Linked DNA regions of Pan troglodytes: region 2 is linked to region 1. Evidence: chromatin contacts called from public HiChIP or PLAC-seq data. All regions are on one chromosome and are shown on one strand. Each heading gives the region's core, a stretch centred on a gene start, on an enhancer-like site or on the middle of the called end of the contact. The rest is flanking DNA. Distances are from core to core; before and after follow the strand shown. Region 1 holds the start of THAP12 (THAP domain containing 12). Region 2 holds the start of EMSY (EMSY transcriptional repressor, BRCA2 interacting).

Region 1 (6,318 bases), core at 2,800-5,299:
CACACTCCTAATTACCTGCTTCTGGTTGCTGTGTCTAAACCATGTCTGCACCAACATAGCTTCTGGTACTCTACACTCCACCATGGGTCTTGGTCCAGCATCACTGGCAGGGACACACCAGCCCTGTTCATAGGACTGGAATAAAATCCAGAAGTAAGTGGTCTCAGGACCTCTGTTTTATAACAGGTTAGAAACAACTCCTGTAGGTATGGTTGTGGGATCCTGGCCTGGGACCAGGAGCATATAAATCTGCAACAATTACCACTGGGTAGGCCTTAGCAAGGATTACTATGAGGTTCAGCAACAAAGCTGCAAGAACTAGTGGTGGGGACTTTGTTCCTAAAGTGCAGTGTCCCTGGTGCCAAGTGCTTGTGGGCAACCTAGAGCCGCATCTGATGTAGGAAGACTTCATTGTCCTGAAATGGAATGTCTAGAAACTGTTAAGGAGCTGGAGGTCTATAAGCTGTTGCTTGGTTTAAGAGTTTTCTTACACAGTATCTTCTCTTTGTGGGACAAGGTCTAGCTTTCAAGGTGCCTCAAAACTAACAGGTGTTGACCTGGCGTGGTGGCTCACGCCTGTAATCCCAGCACTTTGGGACGCTGAGGTGGGTGGATCACCTGAGGTCAGAAGTTCAAGACCAGCCTGGCCAACATGATGAAACCCCGCCTCTACTAAAAATACAAAAAATAGCCGGGTGTAGCAGCATACACCTGTAATCCCAGCTACTCGGGAGGCTGAGGCAGGAGAAACACTTGAACCTGGGAGGCGGAGGTTGTAGTGAGCCGAGATCGTGCCACTGCACTCCAGCCTGGGCAGCAGAGCAAGACTCCGTCTCAAAAAACAAAACAAAACAAAACAAAAACAGGTGTTAATGAGGAACTTGTAATTTTTGGAGGTGAGTAGAGAAAGTGAAAGAACAGCACTAAAAGTAACTGTGATGAATGAGTGTTGTGCCTCTACTATCAAGCAATATTGTTTAAGAGGAGCTGTTATATCTAAAAATCCTTGAGTAAAACAAAGACTGGCCAATTCTGTGAAATGCTATTACCAAACCCCTGCCCCTTGAATGTTTCCAGTCTATGTGGTATTACTTGGAACCCACTTGGGAAAAGTTCCATTCCATAAATCCTGGCAGAGGCAGGAAGAGAAGAGACAGAGTTTGAACTTGCAGAAACTGCTTGTTGGGGTCCAAATGGAAAATCAGATATCAAATTGGTTGTTACAAACCTATTCACAAACTCAGGGGAAGCAATTTAACAACAAGTGGCATAGAGTTGGAGGCCTAGGAGAGAAAGCAAATTATCCCAAATTGTTCATCTGCTGCAACACCATTATCTTCCTCTTTAAACTTTGTTATTTTAGCCAATAGTGTCATCATTTTCTAATTCCTTTTTTTTTTTTTTTGAGACAGAGTCTAGCTCTGTCGCCAGGTTGGAGTGCAGTGGCACAATCTCCACTCACTGCAACCTCTGCCTTCCGGGTTCAACAGATTGTCCTGCCTCAGCCTCCTGAGTAGTTGGGACTACAGGCGTGCCCCACCACGCCCAGCTAATTTTTGTATTTTTAGTAGAGACGGGGTTTCACCATGTTGGCCAGGATGGTCTCGATCTCTTGACCTTGTGATCCACCCACCTCAGTCTCCCAAAGTGCTGGGATTACAGGCGTGATTCACCACACCTGGCCAGTGTCATTTTCTACTGATGCAGGTTGGAAGCCTCATGCTGTTCCACCTGCCCCGGAAGCTTTCCCTAATTTCACAGCCCTGTCTCACCCATCCTCATGGATCCAGTTCAAGAACCATCTCATCCATGAAGCCCATCAGCCCTTGGAGATCTTGTTCATAACTTCCACATTGTCAATGCCCAGCAGTGTTCTAAAAACAGCAAGTTCTCAAAACTATAGGCATTAGTTACTAAAAACAGGCTGCTGTGTGGGAATCCGCACATAGGCAGCAGGCTCCCTTAATTCAGGGACTAGAGAGCCACCTGGTCTTCCTCCCCACACAACACAGCCTAGGCCTGGGTCCCCGGGTTTATATTTTCTAGCACCAGATCCTCCTCTTCCAACAGGGGTGATACCCAAATGAGTGGAGGTCCAAAGCATAGGACCAGAATGAAACAAACCCAGCTCTTCTGTGAGGTGTAGGCCTGTGAGAAGATCAGTATTGGTGGCCAACCCCTGATTCCTAAGGGTGCCTACTGAGTCATCTGGGCCAGATCAGCCCCTAGGCCCAGCACTGTTCAGTAGTACCAGCATGCTACTACCTTCTGTACCATACCTCAGGCCCTGACTGTGAAGCAGGCTGAAACTGTAAGCCTTCTTTTGGGGTCCTCCCAGAAAAGCATGCTTCCCTGGGCACAGAGATACAGATTCCAGGAGATCCTGTTCCTCTCTTCTCACTGGCATGATCCTCTGAGGCAGAATGTTGAGAACAAAGGAACAGGACAGCCACAACAAGCTAAGGTCTGGGCAGAGAAGAAATCCAAACTTGTTGAGCAAAAGAAATCAAGAACAAGCAAATACCAGAAGGGAACAGCCAAAAGTTTTTCAAAGTTATGGAGAACAGCAAGGAAAATGGTCCAAGAGTCCAGCAAAGAGTAATGAGGAGGGCCATGGCACATAGGGAGGAGTGGTGAAGACTGAAAAATAGGTGAGCAGCCAAAGAAGGTGCCTAACAGTGAGGCAGCATCCTAGTTCTGGTTCAGCTAACTCACATTCCTCTCACCATGGGGTGAACCAATTCTCAGCTACCCTGGGGGGAAGGCTTGTTGAAGATGACGCCTGCAGAAGCTGACTGGCAGAGTAGTGGACTCTGGGATGGGATACCGGCAGGGGCATTTCCCCACCAGCTTCACCCTGGAGATAACTCCATGTTTCAGAACCTGTTACCTTTTTCCTCAAACATGAGCTATTTTTCCTAGTTTCCTTTGAAAGATCGGACCGAAAGTCAAGTTTTCGTGGTTTAGGCTCACCCTTCAAAACACCCGAAATAACTTTTGCAGAAATCTTCCTCATGTTCAAGTTTTCTTTCAAAATGAGCCTAACAGTTTCTTTGTCTAAATTTAACTCTTCAGCCATCATCCTCACGGTTAACTGCCTGTTTGAACAAACCAAGTCCTTGACCTTCTGGATATTGTCATCTGTTCGGTGGGTGACTGGACGCCCACTTCGGGCATCATCTCGAACATCTTCCCGTCCTTCTTTAAACCTTTTGTGCCAGTCAAAAACTCTGGCCCTTGACATGACTTCATCCCCATAAGCTTCTTTTAAAAGATGGTGGGTCTCACTTGCAGACTTGTTCAATTTCACGCAAAATTTGATACTAATCCTTTGTTCTAAATAGCGGTCACTCATTCTGGCACTGAACAACACAGGAACGTTTAACAGGCCACGACTGTAAGGGAAAGACGGACAGATCAATCTTTATAGGGCTGCAGGTGTAATCATATCGCTCTTCTTGCTCTTCTAGAAGCCTCGCCGGGAAAGAGTAATTGCTTTTATGAATTTTTGTCCCTCAGCTTCCAGTCGAGGCTGGGGAGATCCGTTCTGGGAAGCCAACAGTGGCTGCAAAGCTGGGAAAAATTAAATCGCCTACAACCACGTCTGCATCAAACCAGTGCACGCACATCTGCCGAGAGTTTGCCAGTCACCAAGGTCGCTCCGATTCCGCGGCCCTTAAGGAGTATATGGCGAATTCTGCAAGAAAGGCCTAAGTGGTGGCAAATTAAGCAAGCAAGAAGAGATACATCGGTGATGTAACGTGCAAGCTCGCCCTAGATCTGCAGAAACCCGCGCACGCCAAACCTACCGGAGCAGCCCGGGAATCGCCTGCTCTAGCGTCCCGGGAGACAGGCGCGCATGCGCAATTCTCTCTCCCCGCGGATTAGACTGTGCGCAGTCGCACTGCGGCAGCGCGCGCCAGGTCCCGCCTCCGCCTCGCCACACCCCGGCAGGCGCGCTTCCTTGCGCGTGCCCGCCTGCTGAGAAAGCGGAAAGGAGGGGCGGGGGAGGAAGGCTGAGGGAAGAGAGGGCACCCCCGGGCGTCAGGGTGCATTGTGGGAAGGAGGCGGCAGCGTCTCGGGCGGGCGGGAGGTGCACCAGCGGCGGCGGCGGCGGTAAATCCTCCCGGCCGCTCACAGCACTGTGGAGCCGCGTCCCCAGCCCGGCCTCGGACCGCGGCACCCCTCCTGGCCCTCGCGGCTTCTAGCCCGCCCGCCCCTCCCCCGCGCGTCGGCCCTGCCAAGCCGGCCGGCCGGCCTGGCTCCCCTCCCCGGCCCCGACGGGCGGGCGGACTGCCCTGAGGAGGCGGGGAGGGGAGGGCTGGGCCGGCCGGCGGGCGGGCGACGATGCCGAACTTCTGCGCTGCCCCCAACTGCACGCGGAAGAGCACGCAGTCCGACTTGGCCTTCTTCAGGTTCCCGCGGGACCCTGCCAGGTAAGCGGCGGGCGCAGAGCGGGCGGCCCGGGCCCACCTTCGCGGTGAGCGCTGCCAGCCGCCGGCCCCTGGCGGGCTCCCGGGCTGGCTGAGAGGGGCGCAGGGGGCGGGCGCTGCGCACTGCCGTCGACCCCAGCGTTGGACCGAGATGGGGAGCCGGCCCCGAGCCGTGGGCGGGCGGTCGTCCGGGGACCTCGGAGCACGTGCGCTGGTGGGGGCTCTGCGCGGAGGACACCACCCCAAACGCGAGGGAGCTGGGGCGGCGCGCGGACGCGGGATGCTGTGGGTTCTCGCCGTGGCTCACTTGCTGTGTGACCTCGGGGGAGTCGCTTTCCTCTCTGGGCGTTAGTTTCCTTAGCTGTCAAAAGAGAGCAGGACTCTGTGGTTGTGGCCACTGGGGCCTTTCCCTCTCCTTGCCACCACCCCCGGGACAGCGTTTCTGTTTTGAGTCCCGCTACCTTCTTTCATCTCATCGCAACTGCTTTCTCCTTCGGACTTGTCATTGCACGGTTCAGGATTCATTTTCTGGCTGTCACCGTTACTCATTTTCTCGCTTGGGTATTGTAGGGATAACAGAGGGTGTACGCGTGAGGGCGTCGGAATTGGTATTGGAACCTCTTCCTTCGGATAACCCCCACACACTGACATATTTAGGGAATGATAGCATAGGGACTGTGTTTGAAAGGCTGAGATGTTTCATAGGCCTGTCTTGTTGGTTCATTCATTTAAAATCAATGCCTACTATGTGCCGAGTGCAAATGTTAGGTGCTGGGAGTTCATGGGTGAATAAGGGTGTCACTGCTTGCAGAAAGCTCTCAGTCCATTAAGGGAACAGGTGCAGCAACGGGCGACTATAATTTATGTTATTAATTAGTTCAATTAATTATTGAAGGTCTACTTGTGTTGGCATTGTTGTGAGCAGTGGGGGTTACAGATGAACAAATCGAAGTCCTTGCTCTCATGAAGATTACATTCTAATGGGGGGGGGAATAAACAAGTAAAATACGTAGTGTGTCGGATGATGGTAAATACTGTGGAGAAAAATAAAGGTTAGAGGGTAGGGGAATAAGTAGTATCAAGGGACGCACAATTGCTATTTTAAATACAGTGATTAGAGAAGGCCTCACTAAGAAGGTGAATTTGAGCAAAGACCAGGTGAAGGGGCCAGCCATGGAGATACCTTGGGCAGCAGCATTCCAAAGAAGGCAAAGACAGGGCAACCAGGAGTCCAGGGAGAGGGACTGGGAGAGAGGTGAGATGAGACCAGAAAGGTGTGTGTATGGTAGGGGCAAATTCTTTAGGTAGGACCTTGTAGGTCTTGGAAGGCACTATGGTTTTTATTATGAGTGAAATAGGAAGTCATTGAAGGGTTTAGAGCAGAGACTTAAATTTTAACAGGATCAGTGGCTGCTTATTAGATTGTGGGGAGGCAAAGGTGAAAGCCGGAAGACCAGTTAAAAGGCTGTTGTAATAATCCAGATTAATAGAGGAGGAGATGGTAAATTTGAGATATGGTTTGAAGGTGAAGCCAACATCATTTGCTAATGGTTTGGAGGTAGATTGTAAAAGAAAAAGAGAACTCAAGGACGACTTCAAGATTTTAAAAATCTATGTTGGCCAGGTTGGTCTTGAACTCCTGGCTTCAAGCAATCCTCCTGTCTCGGTCTCCCAAAGTGCTAGAACAGGCTCTGAGCCACCGCGCCCAGCCGACTTCAAGATTTTTAACGTGAGCATTTGCTGAGATAGGGAAGACTGGGAAGAGCAGGTTTGGTAGAGGAATACTAGAAGTTTGGGTTTGAGAGGCCTGATAGACATTCAAGAATAGATGTCTAGGCCGGGCATGGTGGCTCACATCTGTAATCCCAGCACTTTGGGAGGCCTA
Region 2 (6,858 bases), core at 2,937-5,436, 64 kb before region 1:
CCAATTTCTTTATATGTATGTAAAATCTAAGTATTTAACATCTTATATTAAAATGATTTATAACTATTTTTTAAAGGATACAGCTAATTTTTAAAAACTGTATGTACCTTTTCTAAACTTTGGACCTAGAGTTAGCATGTGAAGACAATTCAAAGGTTTCATTGTTATGATAATAAGCCAACGGGTGGGGAGGAAGTCTTTGGCAAATCACTATCAAAGCTCACCTCCCAAAATGAGGGGTCAATGAAGATGATATTACCATACAAGATGACTGTTTTCTTTTATATAGAAGCACTCTGCAGCAACATTACCCACACAGCTCTGACTAAAATTAGGAATAAATTTAGACTTAAAGGTTACCATTTTTATATTTAAACATAATCTCTCAATTCAAAGGCCCCCAAGCCCAGAAACCCCAATTCAATCTACTGTCTTTGTGATATGTTCTGCAATTTCAGCTATCAAATAAATATGAGTCCAACTTTATAATCGGCAACTAACAAGTTATATTAATTGTATGCAAGTGTAGAAAACTATCTTCAGATTAGGACTAAAAGTTTGGTTAAAAAAAAAAAAGATTGACATCCCCCACACCCTCTCCAAAAACAACTCTCTTAGACTTGCTTTAAAAGATGCTGCTAAAAAGTGATTTGAAATCCTCATAGTGGCCTTGGGTGGAATTAAAAGGACAGGCAGGGCCAGAGCAGCTATGATTCTATCTGATTTACAAAGAAAAATTCCCAACAAAGATTTACTATGATGGGCCCTTTATGTATACTGTTAACACACGTAACAAACTAATGAGGCAGATAGTGTTATCCTCTTTTTTTTTGTTTTAACAAAACTATCAACAAATTTAGGAAGAAGAAATAACTTGTCCTTGGTCACATGGGTCATTTGTAATAATACCAAGACCCCAGGTCTGTCTAAATTCAAGACCTATACTTTTCCTTTAAAATCACAGATATCTAAATAATGCATATCCACTGCCAAAACATTTAATCTTCTTTTTCAAATTATTTTTTTCAATTATTTCATTTATTGTGCTAGCCAGAGACTACAGTGGTAAATAAGACAAGGTCCTCATAGTCTAAGGCAGCATTTCTCAACCAAAGATCCTCATTTGAACTACAGAACACAAAATGATTTGAGTAATAACTCTTTTTCTCAATTTTCCCAAGGAAAGTAATAATTAATAGCACTCTAGATGCACAGGGCGAAGTTAGTTCTTTACATACAATGGATACCTTAGCATTAGGGTTTAATTCTTTCCCTCAATGCTGGTTGAGAAAGGCTGCTGTAAGGGAAAAGAAGCACTAAATAATAAATTACAAGCATAAAATGTGTTTTATTATTGATAGTAAAATATAATTTGAAAAAGTGAGCATAGCTTACATCAACTTAGAATTCAGAAATAGTATGTAATTGACACATACAATCATGAAGGTTAAGAGTATGTTAAAGTGAGACTGAAAGCATACTCCCTGGTTCAAATACTGACTCCATGTCTATCACCATTACCTTGGCTTCTAAGCTTCATCTGTAAAATGGAGACGAGACAAAACAAACAAACAAAAAACACCTACCTTTTAGGCTTTCAAAGGACAAAGCTAATTCTTAAAATATTTAAATTAGATGTTGTATAAAAAAGACTCAGAATAGCCAAGTAGCCCTCAATAAATCTTAGCTACTAGTATTATTACAATTCACACACCTACTATTTACAAAGCACTATGTTAGGCACTGAGGGAAACAACAATGAGTAAGATGGGAACTGTATCTCCAAAGAATTTCTGATGTAGCGTGAGATATGACATCCATGCAAACAGCTATGACCTAGGCAGAAAGGGAAAAAAGGTATCAGAGAGAGGTAAAAAACAAACAATGAACGTCATACCCAATTTTCGAAGAATCCTTTTGCATTCATCCCTGCTGAGATCCAGAAGGGTTGGCCACACAACAGGCATTGCTGCTTCTGTTTGGTAGCCCCAAAGAGCTTGTCCTCCCTACCAGAACAAAAAAAAAAAAGTCAAATTACCAAAGTACCAAAGTACATTCAAGGGGCCACTCACCTGGAGATCCAGTCACAGGCTAAGAAGTAAACCAAAAAGATATTACTATTTTACAATCCTTTCTCACCACCACACTTTCCAACTTTTGAGAAATCAAGAATTAAGTCATTTGAACTATCACAGTGGAACGAACACAGGCTTTAGAACCAGACACCTCTAGGTTTCTAGTCCCAACTTTTCAACTTACTGGTTGAGCCTAAGCTTTACACATCTATAAAACAGAGGTAATACCACCCAGTTTGTTACGCGTATTAAAGAACACTATATGTAAAGTTCTTTCATAGTGGCTGGCATTTCATTTAATAAACAGGTGGTACTACCAACCTGGGGCAAGTTGACTCCTGTCAGCTTCCTCATTTATGAATTACATGAGATAAAATTTGTAAAGCTCCTAGCAAGTTAAAGAAACTTAATAAATAACTCTCCTCGTGCTCGCTTCGGCAACACATATACTAAAATTGGAACGATACATACATATATATATATATACACATATATATACATACATACACACACATATATATATATACTCTCTCAAGTCTTAATGGAATATGAATTTTGATCCTGTAGTTATTAAACAGCCATTTACCAACAGTTGAGCTGCCAGGAACTTACTTAGAACTGGGAATTTCCTAGTGTAAAAGACAAAAAGACACGGCTCTGGGGGCACGCGCAATACCTGCTTAGCACAGAGTAGAGCCGCTCTAAGTATTTGCTAAATGGGTAAGTGAATGGTTGACGCGACTGAGCAAAACGAATGGATGAATGAATGAATGAACGAGCTCACTGTCTAGCCTAGAAGTCAGACACCGAACCGAAATAACTGCTATATCCCGTTCCAGGCGCTGGGGCTGCTAACTCCAACTCTGTGTCCCGAGGTGAGCCCCCCTCCCCCTACTTCCCATAGTCCTCTCAGCTCAGAACCAACCCAAGGCAAGAAGAACTGGACTGCGCGCCCCAGCCGGCAGTATGACATAAAGAAAAGGGGTGGGGAGGAGGAAGAAGGGGCAGAGCCAAAGGAATCCTCTCCCTCCACAAGCCAGTCCCCGCCTCCCGACAGGATCTTGGAGGCGGCCGGCGACTGCTCGAACCGAGCACCACGTCACGGCATCCCGGCGCGTCCCAGCCAGGGGACCCCAGAGCGGGGCCGCAACGCATCGGAAACCCGGGCAGTAGTTTCCGGAGCCCGCTCGGGGAACCGGGATCTTGTAGGATCCTTCCCCACTCAAGTGTCAAGGAGACAAGCCCGCCCCGCCCCCTCTCCAAACACGCACTCCCTAGCAGCACCACAACAAGAGCAGCCAGCCCAGGCTCCTCACCCGGGCCTCTCGGCGCCGGTCCCAATGTCAAGTCCACGACCCAAGCCCCTCTGGGCCAGTAGCTGCTGTCAGGGGTCCCGGCCGGCACCCGCGCCTCACTCCCTCCCCAGTGGAGAGGACAACCGAGAGAGAGTAAGCCAGCGGATACCCAGTCAGACGACCTGGACTCACCGGGAGTCTCCCAGAGCTAGACCCCCGGAGTCCCAGCACCAGGCCAGCCAGAGTCCCCCTGAGTCCACCCCGGGGAGCCCCACGATCCCGTTAGGAAACAACGGAGGATGGGGCTGGGAGCCCCAAGCCGGGCTCCGAATGCTTGGCCCGGCGCTCCTCTAGCCTGGCTGGCCTGCCAGCTCTTCCCAGGACCCTGCCTGAGAGTCACCCACCTGCCCGGCCTTTCGGGGCTCATCTAAAAGGCTCCTCCGCCAAGACTAGGGAACACCAGGAATTGGGTTTGTTTGCGGTGCCTCTGAAGGGGCAAGATGGCGACAGGTAACAGGGCGCAGGCGCAGCCGCGCGCGGCCAGTCGGGAGGTGTAGTTCGCCTTTCCCGCCTTTCGGAGAACAAACACCAAAAGGCCTCCATTCATCTTGTCCTTCTTTTCCTCCGCGTTATGAAAGAAAAGGACAGACATCGCGGAGGGTGCTGGGAGTTGTGGTCCGAATCCAAACTCCAACCTCTTTCGCTCCAGGTTTGCTGTCGTACGCGCAAGGAAGGCCGGGATTGTAGTTCCCTTGGTTTCTCCTGCATACCCTCCTGTCTCTGGCTTCGCGCGCCTCTCCTGGGCTGCCGTCTCCCAGCCAATCGGCTGCGCTCTCTGCTACGTGTGGCGTCACACGTAGCGGCCAAGATGGCGCTAGCGGCTGGAGCAGGGGCTCTGCTGTGACCTTTACGGTAGTGAGGTTAGGGACGATGGGAGAGCAGCTTTGTTCCTGAAGTGCCGTCGAGGATTAGGATCGAGTTTCTTCGATCGTGAGGGCAATTATTAGCGGCCTCTAGCCCCCCAGATGGCATCTTGAGGAGAGAGAATCCACGCTACGAGAACTAACATAGTGGACATCGCAGTTGTCCGTAGCCGATTTGCGGGTTACGGAGTTGTTGCAAGTAGAGAAGGGGAAATCCGAGCGTTCTCGCGTTGGATTTCCTCCACGTGTTAAATGCGAATGGTAGTGATATCTCGTGCTATCTCTGTCAAGGGCAAGAAGGAGAAAGAATTTATTTGAGGCCCTACGACGTGGTAGGTTCACCCTCAGCCTTTGTTCTTATTTCATCTTATTTGTGGAGAAGGTCTTTTCGTTCCTATTTTACAGGTGAGAAAAGGGGCCCAATATATAGTTATTTGCGGCCATAAAATAGAAGCCAGTTGCCTGATACTGAAGATTCAATGAAATCTTGTGATTGACTTCCCTCTTTAAATTTTGTACTTTGGGTAACATCGGATCCGGTAGAAACGCTCGTCAGAAAGAGTTTTTAATATGCATTCTACAATTTCCAGACATAGTTTCCTTCTTGAAAAATTGGGTTAATACTACCCTATAGGGATCTTGTGATGCACCACGTAAACGTTGTAAGTTGTGAACCACTATACAAACGTATGAGACTCTTCATGTTCTTGAGTGGAACTGTAGGTTAGGAAGAGAAGGTAAATAACAGCATTTAAGTTTCCTACTACTATTTGCCCATTAGCTAAAAATACCCTCCGAGGTCTAGGAAAGTCACTGTTGTTGAAACCCAACCTACACCTTCAGAAAATCGTAAAGTGGAACATATTAATCACCAGGCCCTCCCTCCGCTGTCTCCCTGACCTTCCTATGCATCCAGTTGCTTAAGAACTCTTGGAAAGATAGTAAGTGAAATCTTCATAGAGGATTTTTGTACTTTAACATATATTATTTGATTTGAGCCTCGCAACATTTCACCGTGACAGGTACGATTAAGGTCATTCATACTATGAATGAGAAAAACATAGATGTTCCAAGGACTCACCAAATTTCACGGAGCTAGGAATTGGAAGAGAGCTAGGCTTTGTAATCCCAGGTCTTCTGACCTCCAAATGTCCTTTCCTCTACAGTGAATGTCAAAATGACAATGAATGTCTACTCCTCTACAATGGAGTACAAATTGAAAGACAAGGGGCTTATAAAACTGACTCTGACCTTAAGAAGTAGCATATGAGTGATGAATTATTATAGTCAATCCTTGTGCTTACTAAGTGCCACATACTGGTCTAAGCATTTTACATAGTAATTCAGTCCTTAGAACAACTTTATGAGGTGGAAACTTTTATTATCTCTAATTACAAAGGAGGCAACTAAAGTCTAGGAAAGAAGCAAAATAGCTTGCCTAAAGTCACACATAAGTAAATGGTGGCTCACGCCTGTAAACCCAGCACTTTGGGAGGCTGAGGCAAGTGGATCATTTGAGGTCAGGAGTTCAAGACCAGCCTGGCCAACATGGTGAAAGCCCACCTCTACTAAAAATACAAAAATTAGCTGGGCATGGTGGCATGTGCCTGTAATCCCAGCTACTCGGGAGGCTGAGACAGGAGAATTGCTTGAACCAGGGAGGTGGAGGTTGCAGTGAGCCAAGATCGCTCTACTGCATTCCAGCGTGGGCAACAGAGCAAGACAACATCTTAAAAAAAAAAAAAAAAAAAAAGCTAAAGCTGGGATTTAAACCTGATTATGTTGGCTCCAGAGCCTATGCTCCAGACCAGTGGTTCTAAACTTTAATGGTCAATAGGAACCGCTTGAGGATCTTGTTAAAACGCAAATATTGGTAGTATAGATATCAGGTAAGGCCTGGATCCTATAGTCCTAACAGGCCCCCAGGTGAAGTTGATGGTGCTGGTCATTACATACTACAGTTCACATCTTCCCTTTTCTCCTAACCGTATTTATTTTGCAGTCAGAAACTACCTTTCCCATGCTGCCTGTGACTGCTTTATAGTCTCAAATGTTCCCAACATGCTCTTCCTTAAGGATTAGACTCAAACTTTTTCCTCAAAAAGCTTATCCTGACCCTGTCTTTCCCTCTAGGATAAGACAGACATCCCTGCCTCTGCTCCCCTACCACTTAGTGTACACCTTGTTACAGAGCTCAGAACACTGAATTATGGCCATTTATTTGAAAATCTTCCTGGCCGGGCATGGTGGCTCATGCCTGTATTCCCAGTACTTTGGGAGGCCGAGGTGGGCTGATCACTTGAGGTCAGGAGTTCAAGACCAGCTTGGCCAACATGGTGAAATCCCGTCTATACTAAAAATAGAAAAATTAGCCGGTCATGGTGTTGTGCATCTGTAGTCCTAGGTACTCTACTCGAGAGGCTGAGGCAGGAGAACCTCTTGAACCCAGGAGGTGGAGGTTGCAGTGAGCTGAGATTGCGCCACTGCACTTCAGCCTGGGCAACAGAGCAAGACCCTGTCTCAAAAAAAAAGAAAAGAAAATCTTCCTGACTGGACAACGAGCTC

The links. HiChIP or PLAC-seq counts read pairs in DNA pulled down with a chosen protein or histone mark.
Region 2: a contact with region 1 is called in an H3K4me3 HiChIP or PLAC-seq map of stem cell-derived excitatory neurons, with 4 times the contacts expected there. The contact joins the promoter of EMSY here to the promoter of THAP12 in region 1. A contact is called at or near these places in 1 of 7 Hi-C or Micro-C datasets (stem cell-derived neural progenitor cells) and 1 of 1 datasets of contacts at active chromatin or transcription factors (stem cell-derived excitatory neurons).

Annotation. Positions count from the first base shown.
Region 1 is chr9:78,394,058-78,400,375 of NHGRI_mPanTro3-v2.0_pri, reverse strand. THAP12 (THAP domain containing 12) reads left to right here and starts at 4,049. Exons shown (of 5, transcript XM_016921640.4): 1 at 4,049-4,436. The coding sequence starts at 4,348. It overlaps GVQW3 (GVQW motif containing 3), which reads right to left and starts at 3,955. Exons shown (of 2, transcript XM_024347360.3): 1 at 2,891-3,955. The coding sequence starts at 3,355.
Region 2 is chr9:78,457,218-78,464,075 of NHGRI_mPanTro3-v2.0_pri, reverse strand. It overlaps EMSY (EMSY transcriptional repressor, BRCA2 interacting), which reads right to left and starts at 4,186. Exons shown (of 21, transcript XM_016921647.4): 1 at 3,775-4,186; 2 at 1,898-2,006. The coding sequence starts at 1,967. LOC129136363 (a long non-coding RNA gene) reads left to right here and starts at 4,223. Exons shown (of 2, transcript XR_010147619.1): 1 at 4,223-4,625.